Regions from separate parts of the Mus musculus genome. Here region 2 is linked to region 1. A link is a contact called in public Hi-C data. All regions are on one chromosome and are shown on one strand. The core of a region is the stretch at or near the end of the contact, and the rest is flanking DNA. Distances in the headings are between cores, read along the strand shown. Region 1 overlaps Fmn2 (formin 2). Region 2 has its middle 71 kb from the start of Gm51689.

Region 1 (7,504 bases), core at 1,989-4,488:
CCTCTGTAAATTACCACAACAGCACGAAAAGACTTCTCCTGGCCAGTTGGGTATGGGTTATGTTCAGAAGTGTTTTGCTAGCCCATCCTGTGCTGCTACATTATTCTGAGAGTAGCATTAACCAGGCCTCTGTTGCCTTCCTCGCCTGTGTTCAGGTGTCCATCCTCTCAACTGAAACTATATGGAATGTGTTGAGTGAATTTTGAGTGTTACTCTGCTCTGTAGATATTAATTCTAAGCATCCCATTCCCTAGAAACAGCACCACATCACTGAAGCACTTTTGCTGTGCTAGGATTTGCATGTAGGTACTTAAGGAAGAAGATAATGTTAAGATAGAACATTTCCCCTTTCACAAATACAGGGTGGTATTTAAGCTACAATGTATGTAGGAAACCCTTTTAACACCCAATGATGAATGAATGGCCACAGTTAAACCAGGGTAAGAAAAATGGGCCTAGAAGCAAGGAGAACTAATTCAGAGAGCGTGGGACGGTGATCCTTCAGGCCCAACTCAGTTTATGATCATTTTAGGTGCTCAATAAACATGTTAGCAGTGTTTAGATAGTGAGTCTCAGGAGATGCAGGTAGTTAGGAAGAAGAGAGGCACAGATACTCCCTGGCAGGGATGCAGACACAGAGCTGGAAACCCTGGAGAGAGAATTTACCGTACCATGGACCAGGGAAGACACAACTTTTCCAGAAAGAACATTTTTGTTTTATGGACACTCCAAGGACATCAGTGTAGGTATTTTAACATCAGAAACAGGAGGAGATACTCATCAGGTGTTTGTTGTTTCGTGCCAGAGTCTGACTGTGTACACTGTCTAGCCTACTACTCACTATATTGATCACGCTGGCCACAGATCCATAGAGACCCATTTGTGACTGCCTCTCAAGTGATTAAAGGTATATGCTCCCAGGCCCAGCTCTTATGTGTTGGTTTTAAAAACTGAGAAGCAGTCAACATCTGGGAAGCAGTTAGAATGTGTGTTGAGGATGTGGAGAAAGAATTGGATGCCACATAGTATTTTTGTTTTCTTCCAGAGTGGTGAGGACTTGGAGCTACACTGAAGCCAACCGTTGAGATGTAGATGGTGGAAAATTAGTGCGTGCCATGCAACATTTATACGAGAGACAAGACACAAAGTTAAGGAAGCTGAGGAAGTCTGATGGAGTAGTAACTAAGGAAGTCTGATGGAGTAGTAACTAAGGAAGTCTGATGGAGTAGTAACTAAGGAAGTCTGATGGAGTAGTAACTAAGGCAGTCTGATGGAGTAGTAACTAAGGCAGTCTGATGGAGTAGTAACTAAGGAAGTCTGATGGAGTAGTAACTAAGGAAGTCTGATGGAGTAGTAACTAAGGAAGTCTGATGGAGTAGTAACTAAGGAAGTCTGATGGAGTAGTAACTAAGGAAGTCTGATGGAGTAGTAACTAAGGCAGTCTGATGGAGTAGTAACTAAGGAGAATGTCCTGCTTATTTAAGGATGCTTTTCCCATGATTAGGCATCACCTGATCTGCTGTGTACTAGGACACTTGTAGGAGACAGGGGGAAAAAACACGTAAAGACTTGTATAAGGCAATACGACCCCTTCATGTAAACATGTCTATTGGCGTTGTCTTTGTTTGGGTCTTGTTCTGGCTTCCATGTTGATAAGACTGTGTGAGTGTAGCCAATTTTTCTAAGAGATGAATTCTCAAAGCAAATTTCCAGTTCCTCTCTAGCTTGCGTATCTTTCTGCCCAGTCTTCTGCTAAGATGGTTGAGCACTAGTTGCAGGAGTTGTGTTATAGATGTATCCGTTGTTGCTGAGCACCCCTAGGTCGCTTGTCCTCTGCATTTGGTTGGTTGTGGTTTTCTGCAATGATTTCCATCTGCTGTAAGATGTTTCCTAGATGAGAGGTGAAACCTACCCTCCTCTGTGGGCATAAAAGGACAAATATTTACAAGGTAGTTAGGAACTCTGCTGGTTTACTAAAGTGGGAGTTGCATTTCAGTTTCAAAAAATAAGGATAATATATATTTTAAAGGAAGAAGAAGAACAACAACAAAAAGAATTAGTCATTTCAGTTATAGGATAGTATCTTTTCCATATAGCTACAAACCAACTTAAAAGATACAGGGTAACTGCCAAGATATTTAATGTATATGGTAGATTATTGGATTAATTAAAGAAATCAAAAGTTGTAGAGAGACTGTAAATTTAGAAGAAGAGTTTTGTAGAAAGTTTATTTCCTGATGGACTTAATTTGCAGATATAGGAAGATGGAGCAGACTAGTTGAGATGAAGAACTGGACGTGAACTTGGCGTTAGGGTGACCATTGTGCAGGTGAATTGACAGGCAGCTTAACTTACTTCTCCTGTGGAGACTTGACCTTTGCTGGTGGCCTCTGGCCCAGGGCGTGAAACTGGGCAATGATTGAGCGCAGACCCCAGCGTTATCTGGATCATAGTCATTGTTATCTGGATTATCTCCTTGTGGATTCCCTTACTTCCCATCTTGACCCCTTCTAATCTCTTCCTGCATGCTACCCCAGAGTTATCTTTCTGAAAACACAAACTGTTTTACCCCTGATATCTGCTTAGACTTACTCAAGGACTGTTCATTGTGTCTCTAAAAGGTTTCAGGCCTGTGAGTTTGACATACAGAGTCTCCCTCCTGCCATTGCCCTCTTGACCTTATCTCTCACTGTCTCTCCTCCAGATTCAGTTTGGTCTAGGGAAAAATAAGTTGTTTCCTCAAGACTCTACTATCCTTCACATCTTCCCTTGCATGGTTCTCATGTACCCTCAGATGCCCAAATTGTTCCATCTTGACTGCCTCTCACACTCCATATGAAAAGCCTCATGCTCCAAAGCCCTTTAGAGTCCTTACACTGTAACTACTGTGCCCATGCCTTCTGTCTGGAATCATTGGACATATGTACAGGGATTGAGCCCCATAAAGATAATACTGTCTGTACTTTCTTTTGTCCCCTCAGTATCTAACACAGTTGGGCAGATAGACGAAGCCCAGAGAAATGTTTGATGAATGGATCAATACATCATGACCATGCTGATGAGATAGAGCAAAGGGCAGATCTTTGAGCAGTTGTAGAAAATGTACTCGCAGAGGATGTGGGATGTAGGGCTCTTGTCTCCAACACAAATCCCAGTTTTTCTAGAACAGTCAGAGTGAAGCAGAAAAAGACACTGATGGGACATCTGTTAGGGACAGATCTTAGTCAGTGGCAGTGACTACAGTATGGGAAATTCCACTGTGAAGCGAAGTCAGCTGTGGATTGCACAGAGATGAATCTTTTAAAGGGCTGAAGGAGGAACAACGAGGAGAGGATGAGGAGAGGCTTGGGAGAGTCCAGGACTGAGCATGACAAGGGTTCTCCACTGCATACGAGAGCTGTTTGTTCCGTCTGCTTGCTGGCAATGACAGAAGCTGGGATTCCGCCCCTATCTTAGAATTCGGAGACTGCGCCTTATCTTCAGCTGCTCCTGAAAGAGATAAAAGACTTTGGCGATCTTGAATCTTCTCACACAGTCACACTAAGGGAGAGCGTAGAGTCAGTCTGAGGACGTTGCCTTGAGAAACCTTAGTGTTGGTCAAATGTTTTTACGACAAGGCTGAAGCCTCAGAAGAACCTGCTTCCAGTTTAGTGGAGAGACCATCTTTGTTCTACCGTGTCTTACGTTGTTTCCAGAAGCTTTTCAAAACTGAAGGTCATGAAGAGGGTATTTTGTGGAAGCTGGGTACTTACGTAGTTCACAGGAATGGAGGATGCACTAGAAGGTACAAGGGTGTAGCTTTTCCATGTCTCCATGGCCTTGTCAGTTATGAAAGCAGGGAGGGAATGGCAGTACATGGGGAGGAGACTGAAATCGCCAGCGTAGCCTTCTCTTCCTCTCATAAAGTCACTAATACACTGCACTCTGGTGACAACAGCCAGTCTTATTTACCCTCCAAAGCATTACCTCCAAATGCCATTTATTAACTGAGGTATTTTCAAAGTTGCTTTGGGCATAACATTTCCCACACATGACTTGTGTGCGTACATATTGTAACCATGACAGACCTTAAGTGGAACTGCTAGCGGGAGGTTAGCTATTTGATGTGAGTCTAGCACGTGTGACTCTCCTCAGGGAAAGTACTTAAATGACTTAGTTTCCACATCTGTAAAATGGGCTTATAAACCATTCCTACCTGAGGACCTCTGGGGGATTTAAGTATATTATTCGTCTGTGAAAGAAGTTCTGAAGAGCTTAAGGCACATAGTCAACACTCAGATTGTTAGTTGATCTCACAGAAGGGTGATAGTCTCTATGATGTTTTTATTTTTAGTCAATATTGAGGATCGAGCTCAGGCTTTTGTCCATTCTAAGCCAATGCTGTACCATTGAGCTCCTCATTATTCATGGATTCTGTATTTGTGAACTCACCTATTGGCTAAAGTTGATTGTAGCGCTTACATTCTGTGGTGTGTTTATGGTCATTTGCAAACCTGTCCAATGCGGCTAAAAATCTTGCTCTGTGAAGTATGTACTTTTCTAGGTAAATTTGAACAAAGGGAAGTCTTTAAGCAAGTAGCCTTTGTGTGGTTTATTAGACCCACCTTGCATATCCTTTAAAATGACTTTACACTTAGTGTTAAAATGTTGTTGGTGTTCCAAAGTGTCAGAAGGCCTTGGTGGACCTAGTAATTAGACTACATGTTAGTCAAACTTTGTTCTAACAAAAGTTAGAGTATCCTGGGGCCAGTGTAAGTGTTCAGTGTTAGTGAATCAACAACAATCCTTAAATAAGACATTAAAAAGGAAACAGGGTACACACAGATCATGTGACAAGATGTTACCCAAGACTTACAGAAATCTGGAATCCAATCTTGTGTTTTCCTCAGGAGCTGTGTGGTTCAGCATTGAATAATTGAGGATTTTCAGAGAGTTTGCTTATGATGAGTTTGAAGAACACAGGTTAAGTTTATCTTATTTAATCCTCACAGTATCCCCTCTGCAGTAGGCCAGATGGGTAATGTGGTGTTAGTCACAGTTTAAAGGAGGATAGGCTTATGTCAGCTTGTGGTTTCGGGCTTTGGTCCATGGTCTCTTGGCTGTGTTGCTTCTAGGCCCAGGCTTGGTGAAACAGAACACAGAGAGACAGTGTACAGTGGAGCCAAGTGGCTCAACTCTGGGTGGACAGGTGACCAAAGCCTACCAAACCAGTATAAGATTGCTTCCAGAAACATTCAGCGGTGATATTCTCCCTCCAAGAATATTCAGTGTCCTGGTTAGGAGGTCATGCATGGATTAATCCTTTGATGAACTTGGTACCTCCATAATCCAATCCCTCCTCAATAGCCCTATGAATTGGAGACCACACCATCCACAGGTGACTCTTTCAGGAGGAGGGCGATTCATATCTTAACTATGACATGGGCTATGTTCATCACACAGATCATTAAAGACCTTATGAGCCTTGTGAGAAGTTAATGTGTTCTCAGCAAACAGAGGCCAACGTTTTTAATGAGAAAGTCAACTTCCTGGCAAAGGTAGCTGGGCTTGACAGTAAGAGGCACAGTAGAGCCAGTCAGGAGTGCAGTTCTGGGTGGCTGAGAGTCTCAGCTGAGACATTGTATGAGGCAGTAGAAATGATAACCAAGGAGGGGCTGTGGGTGTGGTGACTGTGTCAGGTGCAGATTAGTCTGAGCCACAATGGCATCAACTGGAGACTGATTAGAAATGCAATTGCATTGTTAACCCTAGGGATTCAGACAACAGGCCTGGGTTTAACAAGCCCCTGGTGATTCTTGGGACTATTCATCATGAGAGACATTGGTCAGCCATTAACAGGGGTTCAGAGCTCTTAGGACATGATAGTTGGTTGGAGGATAAGATACAGTTTCGATTTAAGTCAAAAGGCAGAGAGATAAAATAGCAGCAAAGGCCAAGCAGACACAAGGCAGGATTGAAGCAGCCATGAGAAGAAAGACTAGCAATAGCCAGCAGAGAGGAGAGACGGGTGAATGAGAAAGTGATTTCTTGATTGTATATCACCAATTAAGTTACTCAAAGATAAAATCCAGGCCCCAGCTATTACTGAAAAGCAAAACTAAACAATAAAGCAAAAGCAGAGAAGGCATTAGAGAAAAAATGAGAAGGTCGAGTTTGGCATTGTAGGAGCCAAGAGAGGACAGGGTTTTATGAGCGATATGAGTAGGAGTCTTGAGTAATTATCCTAGCCAAGATTAAGGCCACAGTTATTGATAAGAAGAGCAGCAGCAGCCTTGGGAGAACATTTGTGCTTGCATGGCAGGGTCTAGGGAACTCTCCATCACCAACTAGTGGTCTTCATCCATTGTATTTGATTTTCATTAGGATTTGCTGGCATTTGACTGCAGCTGGGTATTAGTATAAGGGACGTCAGTACTCAGGAGGTGGCACCTTCTATCTACAGATCATGAAGGGAGTCATACACATTGTAGTGCTTTTCTTTCTAGTACTGTCTGAGTAATTGGAGTGATGCACTCTCTTAGAGTATGAGCCAGCAGTCTGCCAGAATTGACTCAACATCTGAATGGAAGTTCCAAAAGCGTGTGACTGAGAGCAGCAGATACCCTCCTTTTGTTGATCTGATTCCTTGTTACCTTGGCTCTTTCCCACATATATTATTACTTCTACCAGGGATCCTTATCAATAATGCCTATAGGCTTTGCTTCAGTCTATTGCTCATCTGTTATGCTAAGTAACAAGAAGATGGCCAGTTAGCCAGTTTTTATTTCTTATTTGTCTTCTTCACATGTATGCCACATGTCTCATCTATGTTCCATAGACTTTACCAGATTCATTTTGGGTTAAGTACATTATAATTTTCAACAATTTAGTATTCATTTTATTATAAAGTTTGGAGGTTCTAAGGGTGATATGTCAGTGGAAGAGCACTCCCTCGTAGCTTGAAGACCCAAGTTCTTTACTGCATCCATTAAAAGGTGTGTCTAGCTGACTGTGTGCACCCATAACTCCAGTACTATGTGTAAGGTGGAGAAAGGTGATTTCTGGACTTCATGGCTACCAGGCCAGCTGAAGAAATGGTAATCTCTAGGTCCATTGAGAAACCTGTCTCAATGAACAATGCAGAGAATGATAAAGATGTCCAGTATCCAGCTCCAGATTCCATAGCACTCCCTCCCTTCCTCCCTCCCTTTCTCCCTTCTTTCCTCCCTCTTCCCTTCCCTCTCTGTCTTACCCTCCGCCTCCCTCCATCCCTCCCCATACATTCAGGTTGAACTCTGAGAAGCTCTTGTTTTCTGTAATGAGTTTCACTTTAACAAACCCTTGAAAAATTATTTATAATTTTTCATATATCATATGTCCTAGTATTTTCTTCTTTTCTTGAAATTTGCCCTAAAATTCGAAATTGTTTGTGTTTTACTTTCTTGTAAGTAATCATACTTGTTTAAAGTCTGAATTTACTTCCTATGGGATCCTGACTCGCATATATTAAGTTATTGTAGTATTG
Region 2 (7,504 bases), core at 1,797-4,296, 230 kb after region 1:
TACATCTAACCTATTTTTTGTTCCAAAATACAGAGCTGATAATCTGCATTTCCTACTGAAAGGGTCTTAGCAATTATACACATCAAAGTTAAGTGATTTCAATTTATCCAAAATCTTGACTGTGATTGACAGAGCAATCAGGTTCTTGCTTTTGCCTTTTTTTGTTCTCTGCTCAGCCCATCTGAATTCCAGCCTCCTGTCAGACTAAACCACTTTCAGTCCTTTCTTTCATGCAGTGCTATTTCTAAACTCCCACAATCTGCATAAGTCCCCCCCCCAAAGTTAAAATATCGGAATCCTGATATCTAAACCATTGGTGTCAGGGGAGCCTATGGTGTGTGTTCATATTATAAGAGAACTGATGTCATTATTGAAAAAGTAAATTCTCATTGGGAAAAAAACAAAAACCACTCTCTTTCATGCTGTATTGCCTTATGATACATCCTGCAATGGTCAGATGCAGCAGAAAGGCCCTTACCAGATGGACTCACCAAGCTCTAGAATCCTGTTGATATAAATTTCTCTTTTTCATATAGTATAGATTCTGACATTCTGTTATAGCAGCAGAAAATGAAGTAACCTATTTACTCTAAATCTTTTTACAGGTTTTCCCTCACCTTGACCCATTGCTCTCTTATATCTAGCTCACAAGTAATCATATCCGAAATTAGAAACCACTTACTACAGGGCATCCCCGGACACTGGTCTTTCTGGCTTCTATGAAATTACAGATATTAATAGGTGTTTATTAAAGAAAGGCAAACTGCTAACTGTACCACAAACTTCAGGATACAAACAAAAGGTGGACTGAAAGAAGTCTATTGTCAGGATGGGGTTACAATAGAGAATGAGGAAGACATTAGTGTATTAGTCAGGGTTATCTAGAGAAAAAGAACTTATAGAATGAATCCAGTAGTTGTCCAGTCCATAAGAACAAATGTTTCACCTGGTCTTCAATATATATCAGGTGCAATATACAAATCTATAATAGACATTGATATATATACATATACTCTCATGCCAGTGAAGGAATGGTCTTGCCAGCCAGAGCAGGAGTAAGAACAATCAGCCAAGGAGATAAAGCTTCCTTCTTCCAAATCTTTTCTATAGGCCAGAAGATGTGACCTTCTCGATTAAAAGTTTATCTTCCCACTTCAGAAAATCCAATTAAAAGTCAGTTTTTCCACAACAAATGATTTAGTTAAGAAAAAGTCCCCAACAGGTGTACTCAGCCACTTGGATTTTACTTAATTCCAAGACGTATTCAAGGTGACAACCAAGAATAGCCATCGTAAGTCACCCCTTGTCAACTGGACACGCAATCATATCTCCTTATGGCAGGCTTACTTTGCAAATGCAAACAATAGGTTATGACAGAGCTGTCCCTTGTTCAACCACAAATGCATGACAAATTTTAAAATAGATGACAGTGTAAAAAGAAGGGGCCCAAAGCTGTTTCCTTATAATTAAGGCAGTTAAGTAGGTGTAAATGTGGAAGAATTTTCTATATTTTAAAAGCACAACTCACGATTTGGGAGAGATCTCAGTGGTTAAGAGCACTAGCCGCTCTTCCAGAGGTACTGAGTTCAATTCCCAGCAAGCACATGGTGGCCCATCTGTAATGGGATCTGATACCCACTCTGTAACACAGATGTACATGCAGAGAGAGCACTCATACATTAAATAAATAAATAAAATTTAAAACAGATATGCACAACTCCAAGTTTAAAGTTTTGAAATTCTAAGTAATCCTTAAAAGACTAAATATGTTTCAGAAAGTATATATCTGGAGAATGGAGGGGAAGGGACAAGAATGGTCAATAAAGCTGAGATGGAAGGAAGAACTATCCAGAGACTGCCCCACCCAGGGATCCATTCCATAAACAGCCACCAAACCCAGACACTATTGAATATGCCAGCAAGATTTTGCTGACAGGACCCTGATATAGCTGTTTCTTGTGAGGCTATGCTAGTGCCTGGCAAATACAGAAGTGGATGCTCACAGTCATCTGCTGGATGGAACACAGGGTCCCCAATGGAGGAGCTAGAGAAAGTACCCAAGGAGCTGAAAGGGTCTGCAACCCTATAGGAAGAACAACAATATGAACTAACCAGTACCCCCAGAGCTCATGTCTCTAGCTGCATATGTAGCACAAGATGGCCTAGTCAGCCACCATTGGGAAGAGAGGCCCTTGGTCTTGCGAAGATTATATGCCCCAGTACAGGGACAGGAAGCCGGAGTGGGTAGATTGGGGAGCAGGGTGGGGGGAAGGTATAGGAGACTTTCGGGATAGCATTTGAAATATATATGAAGAAAATATCTAATACAAAAATTGAAAAATTGTTTAAAAAATGATCCATAAACAAAGGAATTCCTGAACAAGGTAACAGGAGATTGTTATGTCCCATTGAAGCAATAGGACCAAGCCAAACCCCAGGAACACTGATGCAGGGGTCTCTGCAAGTGACTACCTTGGAGGCCTACAATATTGCTGATAGTGCATGTATGACAACAGAAAGAAGCAGACCAAACTGGACAACATCTACCACACAGTGTTGTCACTACAAAGGAATTCAGTGGCACAAAGGAAGGCTAGATGTGGATTCAGCATGATATCAGTAACTACATATTTTTAAAAAGAAGAAGCAGTATCGTTAGACCCTCTCAGACAAGCCTGCAAGCCACAGCCCCTAAACCTAAGAGGGAAAGTGTTGATAAGGGAGAATAGACCTAGTCCTGCTGAAGAAATGGAATGGCACACAGTTATGTAAAGTAGCTAATCAGTGAGGTAGAAAAGAAACATTTCCATGAACTGAGTGGATTCTAGGTTGTCAGGAGTGAAGAGACCACAGGTGTGCAGAAGACACGGGAGAGATGGAGACTCAAGGACCTTGTATGAAGAAACTGGTAAAAAGCTTCAGAAAAGACAGATAAGGGCCTCAAGGAACAATGGCTGAGAGTTTGCTAGGATCAAGGAACGGCATGCCCTTTGCTGAGAATGCAACAAGTGTCGGGCTAAATAAATACCGATAAATTCGACCTAAAGAGGTCAAACTGACTCAGGTCCTCAGGGAAGAATGAGTCAGATCACTCACAACAAAGGGCTAGTCATTCTAAAGCAGGAAATAAAACAGTTAAGAGCTAACTTGAAAACAGCCTATCACGGCTGTCGGTGAAAGAGATAAATGTTTTCAGAATTTGAAAACCAAGAGTTTACCGTCCAAAAACCTCACAAAGGTCTGCTAAAGGGCATGTACCAGCGAGGAAACGAGAGGACTTGGATGTCAGAGGTCACGGAGGGCACAGGAACTCAAGCAGTAAATCAACTCCAGACTGTAAACAATAACAAGCCATTTTTGTGTTTTTAAAACATTAATAACAAGATGGCTGGGAAATTTTAAGAAACTAGTTCAGACATGCTTAAAAAGCATGTCTTATTGTCTCTGTGTAATTCTCTAAGTGCTGGGATGTTAATATGTACCAGAAACTGCTGTCTGCCCTGGGAGTAACAGACACTTACTATTACTGATGCTATGGTATACTTACAGACAGGAGCTTACTTACAGACATGGCTGCTCTCTGAAAGGCCCGACAAGCAGCAGACTGAGAAAGAAACAGAAAGAAACAGAGAAAGAAACTCGCAAACGGTGGTCTGAAGTCGGGGACCTCTGTTTTTGAATTAGGGAAAGGCTGGAAGAAGTTGAGGAGGAAGAGGGTGACCCCATAGGAAGACCAGAAGTCTCAACACACCTGGACGCCAGAGATCTCTCTCTGAGGCACCAACCAGGCAGCATACACTAGCTGATCGGAGGCCCCACCACATATACAGCCGAGGACTGCCTGGTCTTGCCTCCGTGAGAGAAGATGCACCTAACCCTTGAGACACTTGAAGCCCCAGAGGATGAGGAGACCTGACAGGGTTTGGGGGGTGAGGGTGGGAATGAGGCGACATCCTCTTGGAGATGGGGGAGGAGGAATGAGATGAGGAATCATCAGAGGGCAGAATTGGAGTGGGATAATAACTGGACTGTAAAAAAAATTTAAAAAAAAATTAAAAAAAGATAATTAAAACAAAAACAAAGAAAGTGTCTTATCCTCATAGAACCTACATTCATGAGTGGAGGAGAAGAAACCAAAACCGGGTATAAAATAATACGGGTGCAGTGCTAACTAACAGGGACTTAACATCGCTAACGCTGTATCTAACGCTGGAAAACTCCCTTGAATCAACACTGTCCCCACACAAACACATGGATGCTACACGAGCCTTAAAAAAAGAATAGAGAACAGGCAGAAATGTTGAATGTGTTTAGAATGCTTTGTGCACATTTGTAAGCACATATAACATTTGAGGGAATATTCGCCCCCAAAATAGAAATTCTAGAAAGAGAAAGGCAAAGCTTATTAAACTGAAGGCCAAAAGGTTTATTTTTAAAAATATAACAAAATATGGTAAAATGTGTGAGTTTTTAGATGGGAGGAATCAGGGCTGCAGAGAGACTGTGAACGGCTCTGAAAGAGTAGAGCACATATCTCCTGGGTTATGTGTCCCTGGCTGCCGCGGCTTCCATTTTCTAACCAACCAGGGAACTCAGTCACTGGGAGGGGGTGTTTTTCTTTTTCTTTTCCTTTCCTTTGTTTTTTTTTTTCCTTAAATGCATCTTCACTTATACAGTACAAGTAAAAACAGTAAAAACAATAGAAAACGTGTTATGATTTAAAATGCTATGGTGGTGCAACCAGTACCCCTTCTTCGCTCAGAAATTATTCTAAACCACCATGAAGCAAAAATGCTAACTTCATCTTTGATTAAAATTAGAGGTGTCAAAAAGCCAAACCAGAAAATGTGTGGGAAATCTCCAGTGAGTGGCTGAGAGGAGGTGGAGAGGGGATGCCCCTGGAGACCTTCTCTTTCAGAGGGAAGCCACATTCCTCAATGACATGGAAGATTTTTTGTGTGTGTGAAGCAATGCAGCTTGGCGAACCAATTAAGATGGGTATTAAGAACCCATCACTTTCCCTCTCTCCCTCTCCCTCTCCCTCTCCCTCTCCCTCTCCCTCTCCCTCTCCCTCTCCCTCTCCCTCTCCCTCTCCCTCTCCCTCTCCCTCTCCCTCTCCCTCTCCCTCTCCCCCCTCCTCCATTTACTGCAGGACGAAGCTTCTCTGATGATGGCTGAACAAGGAACTGATCTATAACACAATATCATTAGGAGCCATTTCATCACTATGGTTTTCGTTGTTTTAAGATCTGCAGTATTTAGTTTTACCCTTGATCCCTGGAGTATCTAGTGTCTGGTTCTTGGTCACCCAAGCAGTGTTGGTCATGGGTTTTATCTCAAAATAACGGACCTTAACTCAAATCATGAAGAGGTGAAGCAGGAGCCCCTGGGATGAGAGTGAGAACACTATGTAGCACCTGAACTCTGGCCCCATAGGAAGGAAGGATTCTCCAGCAAAGCAGGGGCAAGGAGAGAGCTTGTATAACTTGGTAAACTGCGTGTTGACATACTTGAAGTTCTAAATTCCATCATTAACAGTTCATAAATGCTGTGTGGCAGGGCTCATCTATTCCAGTATTTGGGAGGCAGACATAGGAGAATAAGTTAAAAGTTCAAAGACTTTGCCACAGAGAGAGCTCAAGGATGGCCTGAAATACATGAGACCTTACTTCAAAAGAAAAGAAATACACACATACATGCACACACACACTGTGGACTAGCCCATTTATGAATAATAATAGATATACTACAATGGGCATGAACATTAGAAAAACCTTGAAGATGCAAGGGTTATTCTTGGAAATTTAAGTGATTTTATGAAGGCTTGCATATTATATGTATATGAATAATGTACATATGTGAGAAAATTATAGGAACTAAGAAATCAAGTAAATGACATCACTTTTGAAGAAAATGAATACAATGACCACATCCTTAAAGGAGTGAATGTCTGAAGGTAAAGTCAGTTGGGGCCCAATGCAAAGAATTAATAGTTCTACCCCTAGGACTGTGGGATAGTCAATGGTAGAACACTTACCTAGTATGATTAAGGCCCTAGGCCAGGCACTATAAAAAGCAAATATAAGGATCTATCACTCTTCTGGCAATGAGAAAAAAATTTAAAAAGTGTAGAATTATAAGCAAAGAAGTAATATCTATTTGTTATCCGGAAGAAGACATACCCAAAAAGCAGGAATAAACAATTAAACACAAGGATCGCATGTCATAGGAGGCTCCCATCGAAAGTTCAGAGATCAAGAGGATTATGTATTCATCCAGCATTTAATAAAAAGTTACAAGAAAAGTCCCACACTTGTAAAGGCAGCCAGCACCTGGAGGGGGGAATATTTAAGTAGCAGAGCAGTTGCCTACCACATGTGGGGCCCTTGCTTCAAGCTCCATACCACTAAAAGAAGCAAGATACACACACACACACACACACACACACACACACACGTCTACGTGTGTGTGCTGTATAGAAACAATTGAGAGACCCACCATTTAAAAAAAGTCAGAAAGGATAAAAACAATGTCATATATCTTTAAAGAACTGTGTAGCTTCCATACAATCCAAATAAAATATCAACAGAATGATCTGAATTCACTGATGAAGAATATCTGGAGGTAACATTTACTGGTCCTGCAAGAACATAGCTGATACTTAAAAAAAAAAAAAGGAACACAGGTGTTGACAGGTTGTTGCTGTTGTTGTTGTTGTTTTCTGTTATTCCTTTGATTCTTTGGATTTGGTCCAGTGTGAAGAATAAATCAGTATTGAAGGACTTTATAATTAATATTGGTAAAATTGCATTTCCAATATTAAGCACATTCATCTGGTCCATTATGTTTAACCAGGAGAAAATACACTGAAGGTCATTTACCTTGGTCCATATCAGTAGAGCAACCCTGTCAGATCTCCTGCCCATGGAAGATTAAGAATATCCTTTTAAACTTGTGAAATGATGAAGTAGATAAGGCTTTGCTACCAAGCCTGATGATGTAAGTCATCTCCAGAGCCCCAGGGGTGAAAGGAGAGAACCAACTCCCACAAGTTTTCTTCTGACCTACACTTTTGAGCCAGGGTAGACACATCCCCATGCCCTCACACACACAGAAAGTTGACTTAAGAAGAAGAAAAGACAGCAGGGCCCCCAGTGGAGGAGCTAGGGAAAGTACCCAAGGAGCTGAAAGGGTCTGCAACTCTATAGGTGGAACAACAATATGAACTAACCAGTACCCCCCAGAGCTCGTGTCTCTAGCTGCACATGTAGCAGAAGATGGCCTTGTCGGCCATCATTGGGAAGACAGGCCCCTTGGTCTTGCAAACTTTATATGCCTCAGTACAGGGGAACGCCAGGGGCCAAGAAGTGGGAGTGGGTGGGTAGAGGAGCAGGGTGGGGGAAGGGTATAGGGACTTTCGGGATAGCATTTGAAATGTAAATGAAGAAAATATCTAATAAAAAATTGAAAAAAAACAAGAAGAAAAGACAATTGCAACTGGGAA

Evidence for each region. A called contact is a pair of places that touch in the nucleus more often than the background predicts.
Region 2: a contact with region 1 is called in a Hi-C map of extraembryonic endoderm stem cells, with 2.1 times the contacts expected there. The contact joins two enhancer-like sites. A contact is called at or near these places in 13 of 484 Hi-C or Micro-C datasets (the 3T3-L1 cell line, the C2C12 cell line, Sertoli cells and 8 more), 1 of 115 datasets of contacts at active chromatin or transcription factors (extraembryonic endoderm stem cells) and 1 of 9 other capture datasets (embryonic stem cells).

The regions. Positions count from the first base shown.
Region 1 is chr1:174,595,168-174,602,671 of GRCm38.p6, forward strand. All of the region lies in intron 4 of Fmn2 (formin 2), which reads left to right. Among named protein-coding and RNA genes, the nearest start is that of Fmn2, 97 kb to the left of the region's middle. Within about 2 kb of position 3,239, at least 12 of the 459 cell types and tissues checked have an H3K27ac peak or open chromatin away from gene starts, as enhancers often do. A contact at or near this core is called in extraembryonic endoderm stem cells, where this site is marked.
Region 2 is chr1:174,823,720-174,831,223 of GRCm38.p6, forward strand. No RefSeq gene overlaps it. Among named protein-coding and RNA genes, the nearest start is that of Gm51689, 71 kb to the left of the region's middle. Within about 2 kb of position 3,047, at least 13 of the 459 cell types and tissues checked have an H3K27ac peak or open chromatin away from gene starts, as enhancers often do. A contact at or near this core is called in extraembryonic endoderm stem cells, where this site is marked.